Regions from separate parts of the Mus musculus genome. Here regions 1, 2, 3, 4, 5 and 7 are each linked to region 6. Evidence: chromatin contacts called from public HiCAR-type, HiChIP or PLAC-seq and promoter capture Hi-C data. All regions are on one chromosome and are shown on one strand. Each heading gives the region's core, a stretch centred on a gene start, on an enhancer-like site or on the middle of the called end of the contact. The rest is flanking DNA. Distances are from core to core; before and after follow the strand shown.

Region 1 (2,877 bases), core at 208-2,707, 2.7 Mb after region 6:
TTCTATCTCCAACACCATAGAAAAATGGCCACAGTGGAAGGGGGTGTGGGGGAAGACGACTAGGATTGTGAGGAAAAAGAGCTCTTGCCTTGACACACCTCCAAGCCCAGGGCCCTTCCCTCTGGAGCCCGCCCGCCCCACACTCAAGTCTGCTCACTCACAATCTTCTCATAGTACTCCCGACGCCGCTCCGCCCTCTTCTTGTAGTCCACCATCATGCCTCGAAGTTTCCGCTCATGCTTCCGAGCCTCGTGCCACATGGTGCTGAGGCTTCTGCCTGAGGGAGGAGGGCACCAGACATGTCAAAGGGACTATAAAGACCACGTGGGTAGAGTTACAGTCCTCTGACATGTTGGGGTTGATCCTGATGGACTAAATTCCAAGTCCCATGGCTTCAGGGGAGAGAGAGACCCTGCTGCAGACCAGGACGCTGAGTGCACAAAAGGACTCCTAACAGTCCTGTGGCAGTAGCTCCAGAACTATGAGAAAGCTCTCTGTGACCTAGGTAAGATCTTCTCCTGGGAAAAAAAATCCTCCTAGATTCTGCTCGCTAAAGTCCATATGAAAGACTATAGAGTAGATAGCCTTTGGAAGGCTGATGCAGAACTGTCTTGAGTTCAAGGCCAGCCTTGGTTACACTGTCCAGTGTAACCTAAATATGGAGATCCTACTTTAATTAAAAAAAAAATGGCTGGGAGTGATGGTGCATGCCTTGAATCTCAGCAGTGGGAAGGCAGGACAGGCAGATGTCTGAGTATGGAGCCAGCCTGGTTTATGTACTAAGTTCCAGGCTAGCCAAGGCTACATAGTGAGATGCTGTCTGGAAAAATAAAAATGGAATTTTTGAAATAAAAGGAATGTCTGAAACCGATCCGTAGCTGCCAGGGCTGGGCTCACAAGAACCCCTAAGATCCCTCTGCAGGAACCATGCATGGTACGGGAGGGGGGTGCAGCAGTGTTGTAAGGTAGGTTAGTGGAGAGAGGCAACAGCACAGCCCAGACACGCTTGGGGAGGGGGGTGAGGCCAGGTGAAGGGCGTGGACAGAGGATGAAGATGGTCAGGCGGCTGAGCTCTAAAGGAGGGACGTGAAGCCGGCCAGGCAGGCTAAAAAGAGAGAGTGCGGCCCTGGGCCGGAGCGATGGGTGAAAGACAGGGACGGAGCTGCGTCTGGGGACCAGGGTCCGTGCCGAACCCCAAAGCCCGGATTCGGGCCTGAGGAGGGGCGAGGGGCGCAGCCTGAGGCCTGTCAGGGCGGAAGCAGGCGGGGCCGCCGTCGGGGCCCGGCGGACACCCACGGTGATCTCCGGAGCGCCTCGGACAAGGATGAGGTCGACTGCCACCGCTCGGAAGCCGGGAGGTCGGGGTCGGATGCCTGCACTCACCGGCCAGTCGCCGCCTCCCACTGCTGCGCTCGCGCGCGCTCACGACCCACACCGGAAGCGGAAGTGAGAGGTTGAGCGAAGGAGAGAGGCGGCGCTGCACAAAAGGCACTTCCGCGGTCGAGAGGAAGGGCTCTGGGATGTGGGCGTGGCTCTCGCGATTATGGGCGGGGCCTGCAGGGTGGCACCATCTGGGACCTGTCCTAAAAGTGAGAGCTTAAGTAGAGGAACCCAGAATTCCAGACACGTTTTGTTGTTGTTTTTAAAGATTTATTTCTTTTAGGGGCTGGAGTGGTGACAATCGATTGAGAACTGGAAGCTCTCGCCAAGGTCCTGAGTTTAATTGCCCGCACTCACATAGGGCTCACAACCAGTCTCTTTTTTTTTTTTTTTTTTTTTAAAGATTTATTTATTTATTATATGTAAGTACACTGTAGCTGTCTTCAGACATTCCAGAAGAGGGAGTCAGATCTCATTACAGATGGTTGTGAGCCACCATGTGGTTGCTGGGATTTGAACTCTGGACCTTCGGAAGAGCAGTCGGGTGCTCTTACCCACTGAGCCATCTCACCAGCCCAACAACCAGTCTCTTAACTGTAGTCCTATGGGATCCAGTGCCCTATTCTGATGTGCATACATGCCGAGAAAACACCCATATGCATAAAATACAAAAATAGAAAAGTCTTTTTAAAAGATTTATATTGCCGGACAGTGGTGGCACACGCCTTTTAATCCCAGCACTTGGGAGGCAGAGGCAGGTAGATTTCTGAGTTCGAGGCCAGCCTGGTCTACAAAGTGAGTTCCAGGACAGCCAGGGCTACACAGAGAAACCCTGTCTCGGAAAAAAAATATTATGTGTATGCCTGAAGGTGTATGTTTCTCTGAGATGTATACACACACATATATATTATATAATTTTATTTAATCCTATATGTACATATATATGTATACATATATGTACGTGTATATGTATATATAAATATATATGTATACACACAGACATATATGTGGGATTAATAAAAATTATCTGTAGGTTGTGTTCAGTTAATTCAACAATAGCAGGCTAGGAACAGAAAGGCCAAGAACTCAGTAGATCAGTAGATGCTCGGGCTACAAGGCTGGATGCCTCAGCTGGTCTTCAGTATACACTAGAACCACAGAGAAGGCTCTAACGCCAGTGAAGGAATGGACTTGCTAGCAAGACGATGGCAAGCAGGCAAATACCTAAAGCTTCCTTCTTCCACATCCCTATATACAATCCAGCAGAAATCGTGGCCCAGATTAGAGCTGGATTAAAAGTGTGTCTTCCCATCTCAAGATCCAGATTAGAAATTGAGCTTCCAGGGGCTGGAGAAATGGCTCGGCGGTTAAGAGCACTGACTCTTCTTCTGGAGGTCCTGAGTTCAATTCCCAGCAACCACATGGTGGCTCACAACCATCTGTAATGGAATCCAATGCCTTTTTCTGGTATGTCTGAAGACAGCGACAGTGTACTCA
Region 2 (2,688 bases), core at 160-2,659, 2.7 Mb after region 6:
GCTCCTCTCTCTGGCTTGGTCCCTTGAATAAAGTCCCTCCTCCTTACCGAGCTCAGGTGCAGGCCAGCCTTCTCTAACTCCTTTTTTTTTTTCTTGGTTTTTCGAGACAGTGTTTTTCTGTATAGCCCTGAGCTGTCCTGGAACTCACTTTGTAGACCAGGCTGGCCTCGAACTCAGAAATCCGCCTGCCTCTGCCTCCCAAGTGCGCCACCACAACCGGCTCTTCTCTAACTCTTGAAAAAAGTTCTGGCTTTTCGTTTCTGCCTTTGACTCCGCCAATCATCACTCAATATCCGCTACTTTCCCCATTAAGGTGGGACTTGGAGGACTCCTGATGCCTCAGGAAAACCCCCGTCTCCGTTCTTCCCTCAGGGCGAAATCCGAGCCCCAATACTTCGTCACTGGAGAACTTTCCTCTCCCCCATCTCGCTGCAGGCCCCGCCCCTTTTCAATCCCATCGTCAGGCCCCGCCCTTCGTTTTCTAAACAGGCCCTGCCCTTTCCCTAGACCTGCCACTACGCCCCACTTTCCCCCACCCCAACCCAAGGGTAAGTCCCGCCCACTCACTGAGCCACACACCTCTTCTTGCTCTTGGAGCCTGACCCCGCCCCTATTTCCTGTCAAGCACAGTCCTGGATCCTCCTCCTCGAGGTCAGGCACCGCTCCTCCTTAAATCTTGAAGCTGGGCCCCGCCTCTTTCTTTGCCTCTAAAGGCCTAAGCCTTGCGGGAGAAGGGTCCCCCTTGTTTGGAGAGAATAAAGCCACTTCCTCGAATTAGGCTCCGCCCCTTACTCCTAAGAGCAGCCTCACCCACTCTGTAAACCAGAAGCCTCCTCTGAGTTTGCCCCGCCCCTGTGTGTATGGCTCCTCCCCTTCAGAGTTATGCCCCGCCCCTCCTCTCGACCGCCGCCCGGCCCGCCCCCTTCTTTGCCTCAGGCTCAGGCCCCGCCCCCTTCTCACTCCTTAGCGGGACGCCTAGCCTGTATCTCCCCGGCAAGACCCTTCACCATCCTCTACCTTCTGCCTTATCCCTCGCGCAGTGTCCCCGCCACCCTTGTACTCTCCGCACCGAAGCGCGAATCCTGCGGAAACCCGCAGATGACTCCGAGCGCCCCGAACTCCCCGAGCCCGAGCCCCGCCCCAGAGGTTCCACTCTGCTTACCCAAGGCCCCTAGCTCGGGCGCGGACTCTCTGGCAGCGCGGCGACTCGGCATGGCCCGGCCCGTAGGGACCGACAGCCCGAAGGCCAGCTCAGGGCGAGCGCACACGAGGGCAAGCCGGGCAGTCGGACAGCCCGGTCGGCTGGGACGATCACCGGCCGGGCAAGCGGTGCAAGGCTAGGGCCGAAGGCCGGGCTGGACGCACGGCGCCCGGGGCTGCGGGGGGCGCCGGGCCGAGCGGGCGGCGGGCGGGGGCGGGGCGGCGGAATTCCCCGGCGCCGCCGGCCTGCGCACCCATTGGCTCGTACCCCTCCGTGACGTCACGTCAAAGGGAATGGGAAAACCCCCGCTGCTCACGTGACTGCGGGGGCGGGGTCGGCCGGGAAGCGAAGGCTTGGCACTTCGCAGGGTCCGGGTGCGAGTCGCTGCCCATTGCCTTGGCCAAGACCACTGAGGTCCGTCCGGGTCCACTTGCGCCCTACCCACAGAACAAGCTGAGAAATGGGCATTCCATTTCCCCTACGAGGGCTTGAACCTGCTATCTTTCAGGCTGGCAAATGAAGCCAGGAGTGGGAAGTTAGCAGCCATTGATAATTTGTTTGAAGTAAAATTTACATAGGGTCTCATCTTGCCCAGACCGATGACCTTGAACTGCAGATCCTTTTGCCCCCATGGATCCTTCAGATTCGTCCCTCCACAGTGCTGGGACGACAGGCATGAACCACCACCTAGTCTATGCAGCACTGAGTGTTGAACCCAGGGCTTCATGAATACTGAGCTACAGTCCCAGCCCGTTGGTGATATATGGCACCTATAACCTATAGAAACCTATAGAAACTTGTATGTTCCATTCCCCTTCTATCATAGCATGTGTGATCAATGATTCAAGCAACCTACGCATAATTAAGCACTTGCCATATGCTGCAGCCTGTAATGAAAACTAGGGTACAGCATTACTAAAACCAGGCCCACTTCTTGCTCCAGAGGCAGAAAACTGCAGCAGTGAATGATGTGGCACCGGTATCTACTGTTGCACACCAAAGCAAAGAGCATTGTTTTGGTTTTGCTATGTAGCTCTGGTTGACATTGAATTCATGATAATCCATCTGCTTCAGCCTGAGTCCTGGGGATCCCAGGCACCTACCATCACGTCCAGCTTAGAGCAAACCTTTTCTTGCAATGAAAGACATTAGGCTCAGGCTTTGAGAACCAAATGGTCTTAATTTTCAAATGTGCCATCTTACATAAACAGCCAAGGACCAGAAACAGGGATGTGGCTATGTTCTATTAGAACATAATTTGATAAATATAGAAATGGGAATATCATGTAACTTTCACACTGAATCATATTCTTTTTCACTTTGTACCAGAGGGAAATGTTCCAGTGTCATAAGCAAGCCCAGGAGTGGACATCTCCCATAGAATAAGCTTGCCAGTCACACACACACACACACCAATCACTGCTTTCCTTGAGGTTTTCCAACTGTAGTGCTGAGGATGTGGCTTGTGATAGAATGCTTGTCTAGCA
Region 3 (2,960 bases), core at 73-2,572, 3.0 Mb after region 6:
TCTGGAACTCAGAGATCTGCTTGCCTCTGCCTCCTAAATTCTGCGATTAAGGGTGAGCACCATCACACTGGGCTTCAGGTACCACTTACATATGCAGAAATGGAGGCATAGAAGAATTTGCTAGGGGGATCACGCAGGCATAAGACGACAAGATACGGTGGGGTTTGAATCCGAGCCATTCAATAGTCACTCTGCTAGGCCCTATGTGAGACTCTCTCCTTTAGCCCAATACACAGTAGGCCCTCAACATTAGGGAATACAGTATCAGGCATTTCTGAATACTTGAGAAGTCTGATAATGACTTCAGAGTGAAGTTCTGGGAACCCAGGACCCGTCATGGTGACCCTAGGGTACCCCTGTACGGGGCTCCACCTGTCTCTGCCTCCCCTATTGGGGTTAAAGGCATGAGCCACCACCTCCCTGTTTTGGTTTGGTTTGGTTTGGTTTTTTGGTTCCAGTCACTCTGAGCTCACTCTGAGCGCCCAGCCTGACTTGCTGCTGGTCAACCACTGAAACAATGGGAATAGCACAGGGCTCCGAATTAGGTTGTGTGAGGACCAAGGGTCTATCCTCAGCACCCTGTGTGCTCAGGGGTAGACTCCTGTGCTACAATTCCCCAGTGAGGCTTCAGTCTCCAACTCAGCGAAAGGAAAATGAACTAATAAATCAACTCTGAGTCAGTCACGATTAACTTGCTGGAGAGAGTGTGGCCACTAGGGTTAAGGTTCCTGGCATGAGTCACCCAGACTTTTTCTCAGTGTACGAGTCATTTATTTTACAATAATAAAACATCTTTTGCGCGCGTGCGTGCGTGTGTGTGCGCGCGCGCGCGCGTGTGTGTGTGTGTGTGTGCGCGTGCGCAAGCGTGCGCGAAGTGGAGCAAATCCGGTTCTCATTCCCGAGTCTAGGCTACGTTGGAACTCAAGGCAACCCTCCTACCTCATCCTCCCCTGTACTCCGGTGGCCGGTGTGAGTCACCACGCCCTATTTTCTGGAATCTCTGCTCCAGAATCCAGACCTAGGACTTTGGGCCGGGAAGAAGGGATCGGGTGGCCTGGGAGGGCCTCTCGAGGTGCGCACAGGCCGGGGCGCGGGGCGCGGGGCGCGGGGCGCGGGGCGCGGGGCTACTTACCCGCTTTCCGGAGTGCATAGCAGAACAGCAGCAGCAGCCATGACAGCGGGGAGCGGGTGGCTCGGGCGAGTTGAGCCATGTGGTTCCGGTCCGATCCAGCTCTTTGTAGTCCAGTTAGTAACGGCCAAGCGCCTTATCTCTCCGAAACCCTGAAGTCAAGTGCTGGAATCTCAGCTAAGCGGGTGCCGCCTAGGGACGGCCCATTGAGGGCGGTCCCCTGCTGGGCAGGCGCACACAGCCAAGCACGTCTGCCGGGCTGGTTGATGAGTGAACGACCCTGACGATTAGTGTTCTGTAAACCTGTCATCCCAGCACCTGAGTCGGGTGGGGAGGATGGAGGCAAGAGGATCATCAGAATTGAAAGCGGGTTTAAGGCCAGCCTGGGCCACGTGAGATCATCCCGGATTTTTTTTTTAATTAAAAATAATGGGGGGCAGGGGGCTAGGCTTCAAATGTCTTTAATCACAGCACTTTGGAAGGCAGGCAGATCTGTGAGTTCTGTGTCAGCCGGGTCCACCGTAGACAAATCCAGCCTCGTCTGAGTTACACAGTGAAACTGTTTAAAAAAAGAAATAAGGTCTCATGAAGCACATTCTAGGTCAGTGGTTCTCAATCTTCCCAGTGCGCGATACTTTTTTTCTTTGTTTGTTTTTGTTTCTGTGTGTTTGTTTTCGAGACAGGGTTTTACTGTCCTGGAACTCACTTTGTAGACAAGGCTGGCCTCGAACTCAGAAATCAGCCTGCCTCTGCCTCCCAAGTGCTGGGATTAAAGGCGTGTGCCACCATGCCCGGATTCTTTAATACAGTTCTTCATGCTGTGGTGACCCCTAATCATAAAATCATTTTCATTGCTACTTATAACTGTAATTTTGCTACTGTTATGAATCATAATGTGAATATGGGACATGTAAATATCATAATGTAAATATGACATGTGGGATATCTGATATGGTTCCCCAAAGGGGTTGAAGCTCGCAGGTTGAGAACGATTGTTCTAGACTACCCTTGAACTCCTGATCTTCCTCCCAACACCTTGGAATGCAGCAATGCCGGGCCTGTGCTCCCCAACCTTCACCTCCTCCCCCCCCAGTTCCTGCTCTCGGTTAATTCTGAATGGGAATCTGAGGGGCAAGTCTTCTGGAAATCTCTGGAGTTTCTTGAGTCCTGTGGCATTTCCACACTGAGAGCCTGTAACCATTCTGTTCCTTCTCTGACCATGCTGTCATGACTGTGGGCTTCCCCTTCTCCCAGATCTCCCCATTGCTGTGGTATAAACTGGCAGGTCACTAAACCACCTCCCACACACACCCGAAAAGGGAAAAAGTTCTGTGCCCTTCTCTCTCCCTCCCTGTTTCTGCCCTGTGAATACAGCGTCTCTAGTCCTTTCCCATAACACACACACACACACACACACACACACACACACACACACACACACACACAGAGCTTGTTAGCTTCCTGAAGTGAAAGAAAACAAACGGTGGAAAAGTCGGATTCCTGGGGAAGCTGACACCAACCTTTACATTTTTCTTATTAACTTTTTTTTTTTTTTGCTGTTCTTTAATGTCTGTTTTCAATTTTGATAGATTCTAAACTGCTATGTATGTATGTGTGTATGTATGTATGTGTATGCCTGGATGTGTATGTATGAGTTAGTGTATTTATGTAGTGTGTGTTTCTAGTATAAGTGTGCATGTGTGTGTGTATGTAGTATGTGTGTGAGTGTGCTTATGTATGTAGTGTGTATATGAGTGTGCACATATATGAAGTGTGTGTGCTTGAATATATGTGTTTGTACTGTGTGTGTATGTATGTATGTATGTATGTA
Region 4 (2,788 bases), core at 109-2,608, 2.8 Mb after region 6:
GTTTGTCTTTTATGTTTTGATATAGGGTCTTTTGATGCATGCTGGTCTGGTCTTGGGAGTACGATCTTCCCACCTCTGCCCTGGCCAGTGGTGCCATTGGAGTGCTATCTGAATCTTGCTACCTACCAAAAACCCCAAGCCTTTAAGAGTGAGGGGATCTGTATGCATGGAGGAGTATCGCTGTTGTGACCTCTGGAGGGTCAAGGCACCAGAAAGGCTCACCTGGAAACGGTTGCTCAACCCTTTGTTGACTGTAAGTTTGACACCTTCCATCTGAACTGGAAACAGCTCTGCAGAAGAGAGATGCTGTCATACCCCAGATTCTTCTCCCATCCCAAGCTCTCTTCACAAACTCTTATCTCACTAATTCCACCACTAGAGGAACCTTGGCCCTTTGCACATTTTAAACCCAGTGCAGTCACCTCAACTTAGGAAATTCACTCTCCTGCCTAACTTCTCATGCTTACAGTTCTCACCACACAGAACTGTCCTCAGTATTTAGTAAGTTAACACACTTAACTATCGAGAGTAAGAATGTCCTCCCTCTTATGATCAAATTGTCAAAAGATCCTAGGCTAGGATCCTTGGGTCGAACCCCTCACAGGAACATTGGGGAAAACCTCTTGACACCGTGACCTTGGACTATAATTCCCTTCCTGATCACACTCCTGAATCTTGGTGGGGTTGGTCCCCTGGCTCTCAGTACCCTAAGACTTCTCCCTCCTGCTGTGGCATTCTTCCCCAACGAGTTCATCATCTGATCGCAGTTTCGAGCCCCAAGTTCAAGGTCCCACCCTTCCAATCCATCATCAGCTTCCAACGTTCTGTTTAATGATTGCAACGATGTGCGCCAATCCTCCGGGGGGTCCCTTCCCTTTCCCTGGGGCTACTCGGGCCTGGCGCCCCTCACCCTTGCACTTCCGGTGGCACTCCTCGAACGTCCCCGGGTTGGGCAGGCATCCGCAGCTCCCATCTTCCGAGGCCGCCGCAGCGCCGCTGGCCGCAGCCCCGGGAGTCCGTTCCGAACCACGGCCAGTGCTTGACCCAGTGCCCAGGCCGCCGCCGAGCGGCGGCAGAGTGAAGCCTGGCGGCGAAGGAGGCGGCGGCGGGAGCCCCACGAGGGACGGCGTAGGAGGCGGCGGTGGCCCTGCGGGCGGAGAGCTGGCAGCCAACACGTTCCCCATGGTATCTGCGAGGGGAAAGGTCAGAGGGCAGGGATCGGGGCGACACGCACACCCCCGGATGCAACCCCAGGCCCTTCCCACCCAAAGCGGACTCGGCTCTCACTGGCGGCCGCGGCGGCTCCTCTTCCCGGCCTGGGCTCCGCTCCTACCCCGTGCGCTAAGCGCAACCGAACCCGCTGCCGCCGCCGCCACCGCTGTTTTCCCGCCCCATGGATTCTATTGGTTCGGTGTCCTCCGAGATCCGCCCACCGCCCTAGAAGAAAGACATTCTATTGGAGAATTAGCAGGAAGTTCCACCCTTCTGTTGAAGCCCTACTCCTATTGGTTCCTAGTCGAAATCAGTCAGTGCAGCTTCCTCTACCTTCCTATTGGCTCGTGTATCCCAAGTTCATTGGTTCGCGACGCCGCGGGGCTGGAGCTAGTTCGCTATTTGTCGATAGCACACGCATTGACACGCCTACCTGCTCATTGCCCCGCCCTCCTTTTGGAGGCGCGGAGACCCGCCCCAGAAAATGCCTTGACTATTGGTGGACCTTGGCTCAACTCACATTCTAATTGGCTACAGTATGTCTAATGGGCCGGCCATGGTGACGTGCGTGCTAGGTCTCTCATTGGCCAATGCGCCAGGGTCAGGGGACATCAGTAGAGGTGCGTTGCGCTGCAGACGCTGCTAGGCAGCAAGGTCAGGTCTCGCGTCCCGACAGGCACCGCGGTGGAGAGGCAGGGTCCCCGACGGTAAAGCCGGAAGTGCTGCCCCTTCCCACAGTGCCTCGGGAAGGTTTCAAACCAGTTCTGGGATAACCTGCCGGCCTCTGCCTACCCACAATGCCGCTTTCTCCCTTAACGCCGCAGCTGCCTTGACCCCCCCACCCCCTTTTATTTTTTTACCCATCATGCCGTCTGCTCCTTGCGTCACTGTAGCTTCTATCTTTGGCCCATTCATTCCTTTCCCATTACCCAGCATTCATTCCCCCATTCATTGAGCTTCAATCCCTTGGCTCGGTTTAGCTCGTGTCTGCCTGTTCACGTTTCCCATCCTTCCGGCCTTTCTCTAATGAACTATCTTGGAATCTTTTACCTTCTGGCGACTACCCACTACGCCTACAGCCCTCGTTTCTTACTTTGCTTCTGGCTCATTCGTTTAGCTCCATTACCCATCACGCCTTGGGGGCTTCATTGAAAATAGTATTTGCCTCATGATCTTAGACACTTCTTGCATGCCTACCGTTTTTTCTTTTGGTTGATGCGGTTTTGCTTATGACTCATTAATTTCTGGGGCATTTTTTTTTGACTTTTTGGGGAGGGAGGGGAGTCCATTCTCTGTTGACTTACAGATCACGGATGCCTTTCAAGCTTCAGGCCTCATTGTACCCCACTCACTTCACATCTCACAGAAAACACAAGACTTTATCAAAGTAGAAACTCATATTATGTAGGAAATGCTTACAAAATAAAATTCCCAACCCAGATGCCCAGATTCTCCATCACACACACATACACACACCATCCCCTAAAGAGGGATATGTAGTTCTCATCTCACTGGGTAGGGGTTAAAAGAATTCAGTAGTCCTCAGGATAAGAGCAGAGTCTCCCAAACTTGGGGT
Region 5 (2,832 bases), core at 216-2,715, 2.8 Mb after region 6:
AGAGATAAGGTCCCGAAACCAGGAGTTGGGACTCTTAGCGCTCCAGCCCCGCCCCGCCCCTCCCAAACTAGGTGAAAGCGATACCGGAAAACTTCCCCAGGGACGTTGCCACTCACAAGGAAAGGGGGAAGGGGAGGAAAACTGCAAACCTCCCGGGCTCTGACTCTACCTGGGACACAGCCGACTAAGTTCCCAATTTCAGGCTACGTCTTTAAGCCTTTGATTATATTTGGGGGCAGAGGGGTAAAGGTCAGAGTCCCTTGATCATTAAATTCCATTGCCTACAGCTAAATCCGAACCTGCCAAGATAGTGCCTCTGGACCCTAACTGCACCTGGACCCCAGCGAGCAGAGCTCTTTGCCCACAGTTAAACCCAAGACCCACAAGTTTGAACCCCTTTTCTCCAATTCTATCTAGACCCGGGTTAGGCTCGCCTTCTGAGATCCTGGAGGCAGAACCTCTTAATTTTCCCAGAACCCAGGGGTCAGTGTCTGTAAACTCCCTGAGGCTTGCACTCCAGACTCACACCCTTCCTGCCCCTGAGTGCCCCCAACTCTCATCATTGGTTTGCCAAGGGCTCCCAAAGACCGAACTCATCCCCCCCCCAACACACACTCGTCTTGGGAACCTCGACTGTGGGTCCCCTCGCGCCCAATTCTCCCCGGGCCTCGGATGCCCAACCCAACAAGAAGGAAAAGAAAAAAAAGGGGGGGGGGTGTCGTCCCTCCTCACCATCACGACCCTCCAGCTAGTGTGAGTGGGGGGAACATTCTCCACATTCCTGAGGGGGGAGAGCAGAGACGGAAATCCAGATTCCGGATAAGTGATCAGCACAGGATGGGGAGGATTTAACCCTTTCCACGCCGAGGGAGGTGGAGGGGGTCAGAAACCCGGGTTAGAATGGACACTTGTGATTACGCGAGGTGCAGAGAGGGAGGTTAGGAGACTCGGAGAGAGAGCCCGGTGTGTTGCGAGAATCTCGATCAGTAGGGCCAACCTAGAAGGGGGCACGAGGGAAAGGGGCCTCGGGGAGCTGGGAGTGAGGTGGGGGACGATGCCCCGTTCCCTCCCTTCTGAGGACTGACGAAGGCATCCGCGCGTTTTCACCTGTTTCCTGAAGCAGGAGCAGTAGCAGCGGCAACAACGGCAGCGTCGGTGACAATCTGGACGGCGGGAGGACTGCGGCCCGGGCCATGGGGGGCCCGGGGAGGGACTGGGCCCGGGCAGGGGGTGCCTAGGGACCACTCTTCGTGTACCGATCGGCTGGGAGGGCAGTCAGGGGTCTGAAGTGTCCGGCTCCAGGCCGGCTTCCGCCGCTCACGGCTCCCCGGATCAGTTCGTTCGGCCCAGCTTTCCCTCGCCTGGCTCTCAGGATCCGCGCCCCCCGGCCCCTCGCTTAGCTCCAGCGGGCCGGACTCATGACGTCACAGGCCCCGCCCCTCTTCGCCAAGCCGATCCTAGGGCTCAGGCTCCGCCCCTCTCAGGGCTAAGACCCCGCCCATCCCGCGTCCCACACCTGTCTGGCCCCACGATTCTATCTCCGCCTTCTCCTGGAATTAACTATTTGACCACGCCCACTCGACATGGAGCCACGCCCACACACAACCCGGGAAGACCCACTGCGCCCCCTACTGGTCACTCTAATGAGACGCGGTCACACCCCCTTCTAAACTTCCGGTCGCCTCCCACCAGGAGAAGCCATGCCTTCTCGCCCAGACCACGCCCCACTGCCCTCTGGTTAGCCTGAGTATGTGGGCTCTCATAGGGCCTCCCTTCCTGAGGCACCGCCCCTTGGTGAGGCCACACCCCTGTCCCAGCCTTTCTCCTAGTCCTGCTGCTGTGGTAGGTCGGGGTCACTTCTTAGTGGACCCCATTTCTTTCTGATCTCTGCCCTGGGTTCTCGTGTCGCCGCATCATTTCTTTCCAGATTTCTCCTCTTTCTCTACCTCTGAGTCTCCCTCCGCATCCCCATGTTTCTCTGTGGCTCTGCTCTGGTGTTTCTTTGTCTGTCCATGTGCCTATGTCACTTAGTCCCCGTGTCTCGTTGCATTCCTTTGACTGTGTGCGTCTCTCTTTGCGTCCCTGTCACTTTCTGTTTCTTGTCTCATAGTTTTTTTCTGTGTCACTCTTAATATTCCTGTCCCTGCATCTGGCCTCTGCGTCCCTCCCACCCAGTATCCTTTTTTTATATCGCAGCCTTCCGCGAGGGGGCAGCATAAACCAACCCAGCAGGCCGAACCCCGCTGGGTGGGGCTGGACCAGTCAGTCTGTCCTCTGGCCCTACCAGTCCCTTCCGGTTGTCCTTGTCCCACTTTCTCTATCTCACCAGAATCCTGTGGTCTTTGTGGCTGGTTTTGAGGCGGCCCTTTTGTCTCTTCGTAGACGCTCCACCCTCCCCACCCCCACCCGCCTTTTCACATTCCCAGGGCCGCCGAGTGGAGCTAATGAGAAGGTCCACTTGTTGGGGATGGGGGAGGGGAACAGGTACTCCGCTGCTGAAGTACCTGACAGCCAAATCCTCCCCAAGGGCCAGGCATTTGGGGGTTTCTTGTGAGAGAGCCACCTGGGCTGGGGTAGGGCCCCTTCTCCACCGGCCACATACATGAAGCCCCTCTCCCATGTGGCAAGGCCCAAGGAGTGGACCCTGGCTCTGACCAACTTGCTTTCCACTCTTGTTAATGCTCCTATTTGTTTGCTTGCTGATTATTTTGTGTGTGTGCAGGCCGTGCTGACTTCTGAAGGGCAAATAACAACTTGCTTTGAGTTGGAAGCAGCAAGTGGGTGCCGGGGCCCCAACTCACGTAGCCAAGTTTGGTGGCACAACCTTTGAAG
Region 6 (2,688 bases), core at 161-2,660:
AGAAAGGCAGCCCTCCTAGCCTGGAAGGGACAATGAGGGGGCCAAGCTTCCTGGCTTAGCCATCATTTGATGCACCCCAAACTTTGACCCCAGTCCTGTATCATGCAGCTTCAGTGCGCAATAGGGCCCTGAACAACTCCGCCCACCTGCTCCCACTGCCTCAGTGCCTTCAGCCTGGCCCAGCCCCATTCTTGCCAAGGCAAAGGGAGCACACAGCTACTCCTTCAGGTCCTCTGCTGCAGCCCATGACCAAGCCCGAGTCATCAGCCTTTGTGTCGGGACCTTTCCCCGGAGACACCCACCTCTAAACCTAGTCCTACCTCAGCCACCATTCATTGTCTCCTACACTTCTCTAGAAGGCTGTCCAACCTCACCCCCACCACCCAAACTCAAGTCCTTCCCTAGCCCTCACCTTGGAAACCCCGTTTTTTCTCTGACCCAAACAAAACACGCCTTACAAACCCCAACCTCTCTTTCTAGTGCAACAACCTAGACCTCAGAATCCTTCCTAGCTACCCCCAACCAAGTTCTCCACAAGGCTCCCTGGTTCCCCACACTACCCGTGATCACATCCCCACTCCTTTAAAAACATTTCTGCGACCCCCAACTCTCCTCAGTCCCCTTCTGGGTCCTCACAGGCTCCAAGAGCATCTTCTAGCCTCTGCTGCCACCCACCTCGGGCTCCTCCTTACCTCAGCCTGCACCTGACCCTTCTCCTCTTCCTCCTCCTCTTGGCAATGCTTGTCCTTGGAGACCCCTCCCCCACCGGGGTCTACAGTGCACAAGTGACCCAGGATCCCCATCTATCCTCTCTGCAGAACACTCCCTAGGAACCGACCGGTCCCCCTCTCCGCTACCCACAGCCACCCCTCTAGGAGCAGCCTCCTGCATTCCTCCAGGACCCAAAGCCTTCATCGCCGGCGTTTCCTATTTCCTCCTCCCGGGGACCGGGTAGATGTGATTCTAAAACCAATCGCCCGGAGAGGGATCCGAATGCTGCCTGGGAGGTGGCGGGGGTGGGGATGTCCTGGAGCTCCTCATTTGAAGCCTCAGACTGTCTGTTTGGGGGTCCTACCAATTCCATCTGCTGCTAAAACCGCTTCTAGAAGTCCCAAGGGCCGCATGGGAGGTCCCGAGGGGCCCGGCCTCTCCCTCCCAGGGTTCGCTCGCCATCTCCGGGATGGGGGGGTCTCCACCCGACTTCAGCCGCCTCACTCACCATGGCGAGGCACCGGTATCCGGAGCTCGGGGATCGAGGTTACTCTGGCGGCGGCAGCAGCTGCAGCAGCTCGAGCTCCGCCGCGCGTCCGCGCCTCCACACTCTTTGCCCGCAGCGCGCGCCACCGCCGCCGCCGCCCGCCCCAACGGTCCCTCAACGGCCGCCGCGCGCGCCCCGCCTCGCCCGGCCCCGCCCCAGACGGCTCGCGCGCTCCCGCTGCACTGCGGCTTCCTACGGATCCCTTCGCGTCAGGCTCGTGCGGCTCGCCCCTTCCACAGAGCCCAGCGAATCTGCTGCCGCACGGGCACGCGCACGCGCGTTCCCCACCGCGGGGACTACTTTCGCTCTCGGCGCTCTCGGCCCCTTGCATCCGCTCCGCTTTCCTCTCTGGCGGAAGGGCACCGGTTTACGGAGAGTGACACGTCTCTGTGTGAGCCACGCCGCTATTGGACCCGCCTCGTGGCGGAAATGAGAACGCAACTCCGATTGGTCCGGCCTTCCCTGCAATGCGTCAAACTGGGGCGAGCCACCGCGCGGTGTGCGGGGGGCAGCACGACCTGTGTGGCTCTGTGGAGCCGCGAGGAATAGAGGGGCTAAGACGGAAACAGGGTGGATGTTGGAGAAGCAAATACGTTGTCTCTATGGCTCGGAAATAAAAATGGGTTGGGGGAAGAAGCAGAAGGACTTTCTTCTCTCTCCCTTTGAGCAGATACAAGATGGTTTAATCCAAAATCGTGGGGTCTAGGAGCCTGGCCTGAACCGGCTCTTCACAGTGGTTGGCTCTTCAAGGTTCCGCTGGTCTCCTGAAGGTTCCACCCTCTACGCGTACAATTTGCTGGGATGGCTGAGTGGGTGAAGGCGCTTGCAGGCAAGCTAGAAACTGTGAGTTCGATCACCGGAACTCACGTGGTGGTTTGGAGAACAGACTTCCACAAAGAATTGTCCTCGGACTTCCACATGCGCGCTGTATAAATAAGTTCAAACAAACAAACAAACACAAATCTAAAACACGCACAAAAGCAACATGTGGGGATCTGGACTTGACTCTTGATCTCAGGATCTGTACCCAGAACAATCTCTGGATGCAGAATGTTTTCATTCATTCATTCATTCATTCACTCATTCAGCCAATTAAACATGAATTGGGCACTGCTGTCTGCACAGATCTGGTGCCGGGCTGTGCTGGTGACATCACACTTCTCAACCATTCTCTTGTCACCTAGACAGTGTGACTCACTTCTTATTCTAGGGATTCCAGGCACAGAAAGAAAAAGAACTGTTGCTAAGGGCACCTGAGACAACTGTATTGTATACCATAGTGTATATACTGTACATTACTGTACAGAGCCCTCGTATAGGATGGGAGTTGGCATTTTCTTCCTTCCTTTATTTATTTATTTATTTATTTATTTATTTATTTATTGAGACTGTGTAGCCCTGAGCCCTGGTTGGCCTTCAGAATCAAAGGC
Region 7 (2,868 bases), core at 1-2,500, 2.8 Mb after region 6:
TATGTTGGTCTCAGAGTTAAGTCTTCAAGCTTTATGATAAGCACCTTTACCCACTAAGCCATCAATCCTCTTATAGTTAGGGGAAATCAAGGCCTAAAGAGTATATAAAACAGCTGCTCAGGGCTATTGAATCTCAGAGAGGTCTCAGAACCGCCTCAGCCTCAACCCACCAGCAGAAGAGATCTAGGGCTAGAATAGAGTCCACAGAGGAGCAGAAAAAGCGGCACCACAGCAAGTCCTTGCTCCATACCTGTCAGCAATGTGACCAACAGCACGGCCCACAGAGCCTTCATCTTCGCAATTGTGATTGGCCAGTCTGCGGAGGGAAAAATTGTCTTTGAACACCAGGGGGCGGGGGTGGAGGGACTCCGGCCACCCAGAGAACCCCATCTTCCCTTCTCAGATCTGTGAGCCATCACAAACATCTCCAAAACAGAGCACCCGCTCTTCCCAAAGGTCTGTTTACCTCCCCTTGCCGAGTTCGCTATCTCGGCACCCCGGGGTGGATCCGCTGCCAAAAATTCCAGCTCCCTCTCCTAGGGTTCAAATTCCACTTCACAGAGGGCCAGCGGGTGGTCCAGCTTACATTCCTCTTTCTTCCCGGCTAAGTCCTGCTTTCCATTTTGTGTTAATTTAACACGATTTTTAATCGTCCTCCATCCCTGCGAAGTGGTACCCTCCCACAACTACAGAACTTAGGGAGCTCAGCCATGAGGAGCCACAGTTTGAAACCAGTCCGGGTTACTTGGGGACTGTGATGGAAATCAGTAGGTATTTATATAAAAGCAGCCTAAGGCTCATCCCGAGTTTTTTCGCCATAGGATGGTTCCTAGTTGAGCCGGTACGCCGTGCACCGACAGTCCCGTACTCCTTCCTGGAGGTAACCCCTCCACCTGCTCTGACTCTGGCAAAGGCTAGTTACCTCGAGTCCTTAGTTTGTCCCCCAAGACTTCTATCGTGCTGCCTGCTTTTCCAATTCTTGTGCCTGTTTCCTGGACTCCGGGGGATCTCAAGGTTCCCAGCCCACATCCTACCAAGGTCCCTGGGTGAATCCCCAGCCCAGCTTGTCTTACCAGCTCCTTCCGAAACAAGTCCTTAGCCTCCAGGGTCTGAGCAGGGGATCGGATCCCAGACCGGTCCAATTATAGGACTCCCCCTGTCCCGCCCCCTCCTCAGGGCTAGGGCGGGCTGTGCCAGCCCCCTGTCACGAGGCGGGTTGTTCTCTCCCCCTTCACAGCAGGGCAGAGGAAAGAGGTGGAGTTTGGATGCCTTGTGACCCCCCGCTCCCCTCCCCCGCCAACAAAGGGAGCGGACACCTCATTGAATAATCCAGGCCTTGGTACTGGGGCACTGAGAACCGCTCCTTCCCTTTCCCCGCGGGGTCTGGTGCATTGTAAAGAAAAGAGCTGGCAGCCTAAATGGAAATGGGTGGGTGGGGGCTAAGAGGCTCAGCTTCTGGGGTGAAGATCGTTGTTCTGGGATCCCTCGTTGTTGATTCCTCCACCACAGGTGAACTCTTTCCATTCCAAGGCTGGGACGTGCTCCAGTTCCTTCAGGAGCTGTTCAGTGGTGGCTCCCGATGGGTTTGAAGCCATACATTAAGCCAAGCCCTGGGAAACCAAGCGTTGATGCTCCTGATCTGTTTCTGGCGATTGCCAGATGTGTCACCTTGGGAGGGAAGAGCTACCCCTACAGAGCACATTTTAAAAAGTTGTTTTGAGATAAGATTCTCAGGCTGCCCTCTAACCCACAAAGGTCCTTCTGCCTCTGCTGTAGCATGCTGGGACTGCAGGTGTGCACCCCTGCATGTGCATTTTCCACTCTCAAGCCACTTCTCTTTTCTTTTTCCTCATAAAAGCAGAAGAGCAGGAGCTGGAGAGATGACTCAGAGGTTAGGAGCACTGACTGCATTTCACAGGACCTAGGTTCAAAATCGCAGCACCCACACAGCAGCTCACAACTGTAACACCAAGATCTGCTACCCTCACGAAGGCATACATGCAGGCAAAACACTAATGCACATAAAAAAAAAAAAAAAAAAAAAAAAAGACAAGCCATAAGTCATTCACTGGAACATGGGTCTATAGTGCTAGCCATATGCAAAGCTGAGGCAGGAAGATCCCGAGCTCAGGTAATAGAATGAAGTCCTGGCTAAAAAGTGGAAAAGCCAGCTGGGCGTGGTGGCACATGCCTTTAATCCCATAATCCCAGCACTTGGAGGCAGAGGCAGGTGAATTTCTGAGTTGGAGGCCAGCCTGGTCTACAAAGTGAGTTCCAGGACCGACAGGACTACACAGAGAAACCCTGTCTTGAAAAACAAAAAAAAACCCAACAACAACAAAACCCCCAAAAAGTGGGAAAGCCATTGTACCTGGGAAGTCAGGTAGGACAAGGGGCTCAGAGACCACAGCAAGCTTGCTAGAAGCACTGCCTGCACAAGGTTCCCTGTTCCCAGCTGTTGATGGCAGGAGAGAAGCCACATAGCAGTGTTTGGCACCAGACACGGCAAAACATGATTCTGCAGGATGGGCAGAGGCGGAACACCTGGCTCCAAGGGTACGTACAGGGTGCCTGGCCAGGCCCAGGCCTGTTAGCTTTGGCTTCAGAAAACACTGGCAAGGACTGGGTGTGGTGAGATGATTTTCATGGGTTGCTAAGGGCCAGCTCCCATCTCCAGCCCAGGCAGTAGAGAGGGTCTTAGTGCTGCGGTCTAGGACACTGACCAGTTCATCGTGAGTCTTTGCTTCCCTTGGGATGCCATGAGGTGCAGCAGTGAGATGCAGAGCCCAATCTGAGGCCCTTATCGCACACCCCAGAGCAGGCCTCACGGAAAAGCACTATAGGGAACCCAGCAGCACCTGCCTGACA

The links. Promoter capture Hi-C pulls out the DNA fragments that hold promoters and counts their contacts. HiCAR-type assays count read pairs that join an accessible place to other places. HiChIP or PLAC-seq counts read pairs in DNA pulled down with a chosen protein or histone mark.
Region 1: a contact with region 6 is called in a promoter capture Hi-C map of hippocampal neurons, with 4 times the contacts expected there. The contact joins the promoter of Clasrp here to the promoter of Calm3 in region 6. A contact is called at or near these places in 2 of 39 promoter capture datasets (cranial neural crest and hippocampal neurons).
Region 2: a promoter capture Hi-C map of liver shows a contact between it and region 6, with 2.5 times the contacts expected there. The contact joins the promoter of Relb here to the promoter of Calm3 in region 6. A contact is called at or near these places in 3 of 39 promoter capture datasets (hippocampal neurons, liver and pre-B cells) and 1 of 115 datasets of contacts at active chromatin or transcription factors (embryonic forebrain).
Region 3: an H3K27ac HiChIP or PLAC-seq map of bone marrow-derived dendritic cells shows a contact between it and region 6, with 17 times the contacts expected there. The contact joins the promoter of Pvr here to the promoter of Calm3 in region 6. A contact is called at or near these places in 2 of 39 promoter capture datasets (liver and maxillary cranial neural crest), 1 of 115 datasets of contacts at active chromatin or transcription factors (bone marrow-derived dendritic cells) and 1 of 9 other capture datasets (liver).
Region 4: a promoter capture Hi-C map of hippocampal neurons shows a contact between it and region 6, with 3 times the contacts expected there. The contact joins the promoter of Tomm40 here to the promoter of Calm3 in region 6. A contact is called at or near these places in 3 of 39 promoter capture datasets (cranial neural crest, frontonasal cranial neural crest and hippocampal neurons), 3 of 115 datasets of contacts at active chromatin or transcription factors (SST interneurons, astrocytes and embryonic forebrain) and 1 of 9 other capture datasets (liver).
Region 5: a contact with region 6 is called in a HiCAR-type map of astrocytes, with 6 times the contacts expected there. The contact joins the promoter of Nectin2 here to the promoter of Calm3 in region 6. A contact is called at or near these places in 3 of 115 datasets of contacts at active chromatin or transcription factors (astrocytes, embryonic forebrain and embryonic stem cells).
Region 7: a contact with region 6 is called in an H3K4me3 HiChIP or PLAC-seq map of stem cell-derived neural progenitor cells, with 5 times the contacts expected there. The contact joins the promoter of Apoe here to the promoter of Calm3 in region 6. A contact is called at or near these places in 2 of 39 promoter capture datasets (cranial neural crest and hippocampal neurons) and 3 of 115 datasets of contacts at active chromatin or transcription factors (embryonic forebrain, large pre-B cells and stem cell-derived neural progenitor cells).

Annotation. Positions count from the first base shown.
Region 1 is chr7:19,603,029-19,605,905 of GRCm38.p6, forward strand. Clasrp (CLK4-associating serine/arginine rich protein) reads right to left here and starts at 1,458. Exons shown (of 21, transcript NM_016680.5): 1 at 1,384-1,458; 2 at 162-277. The coding sequence starts at 260.
Region 2 is chr7:19,628,029-19,630,716 of GRCm38.p6, forward strand. It overlaps Relb (avian reticuloendotheliosis viral (v-rel) oncogene related B), which reads right to left and starts at 1,410. Exons shown (of 12, transcript NM_009046.2): 1 at 1,163-1,410. The coding sequence starts at 1,214.
Region 3 is chr7:19,919,821-19,922,780 of GRCm38.p6, forward strand. Pvr (poliovirus receptor) reads right to left here and starts at 1,323. Exons shown (of 8, transcript NM_027514.2): 1 at 1,133-1,323. The coding sequence starts at 1,211.
Region 4 is chr7:19,714,071-19,716,858 of GRCm38.p6, forward strand. Tomm40 (translocase of outer mitochondrial membrane 40) reads right to left here and starts at 1,359. Exons shown (of 10, transcript NM_016871.2): 1 at 1,288-1,359; 2 at 911-1,189; 3 at 223-290. The coding sequence starts at 1,184. Nectin2 (nectin cell adhesion molecule 2) reads right to left here. Exons shown (of 9, transcript NM_008990.3): 9 at 2,574-2,788. Gm38955 (a long non-coding RNA gene) reads left to right here and starts at 1,394. Exons shown (of 2, transcript XR_881874.2): 1 at 1,394-1,919.
Region 5 is chr7:19,748,108-19,750,939 of GRCm38.p6, forward strand. Nectin2 (nectin cell adhesion molecule 2) reads right to left here and starts at 1,466. Exons shown (of 9, transcript NM_008990.3): 1 at 1,108-1,466. The coding sequence starts at 1,195. Gm34744 (a long non-coding RNA gene) reads left to right here and starts at 1,463. Exons shown (of 3, transcript XR_881878.3): 1 at 1,463-1,842.
Region 6 is chr7:16,922,622-16,925,309 of GRCm38.p6, forward strand. It overlaps Calm3 (calmodulin 3), which reads right to left and starts at 1,411. Exons shown (of 6, transcript NM_007590.3): 1 at 1,220-1,411. The coding sequence starts at 1,222. Gm45972 (predicted gene, 45972) reads left to right here. Exons shown (of 3, transcript NR_165470.1): 3 at 819-1,897.
Region 7 is chr7:19,697,938-19,700,805 of GRCm38.p6, forward strand. It overlaps Apoe (apolipoprotein E), which reads right to left and starts at 1,251. Exons shown (of 4, transcript NM_009696.4): 1 at 1,074-1,251; 2 at 251-316. The coding sequence starts at 293.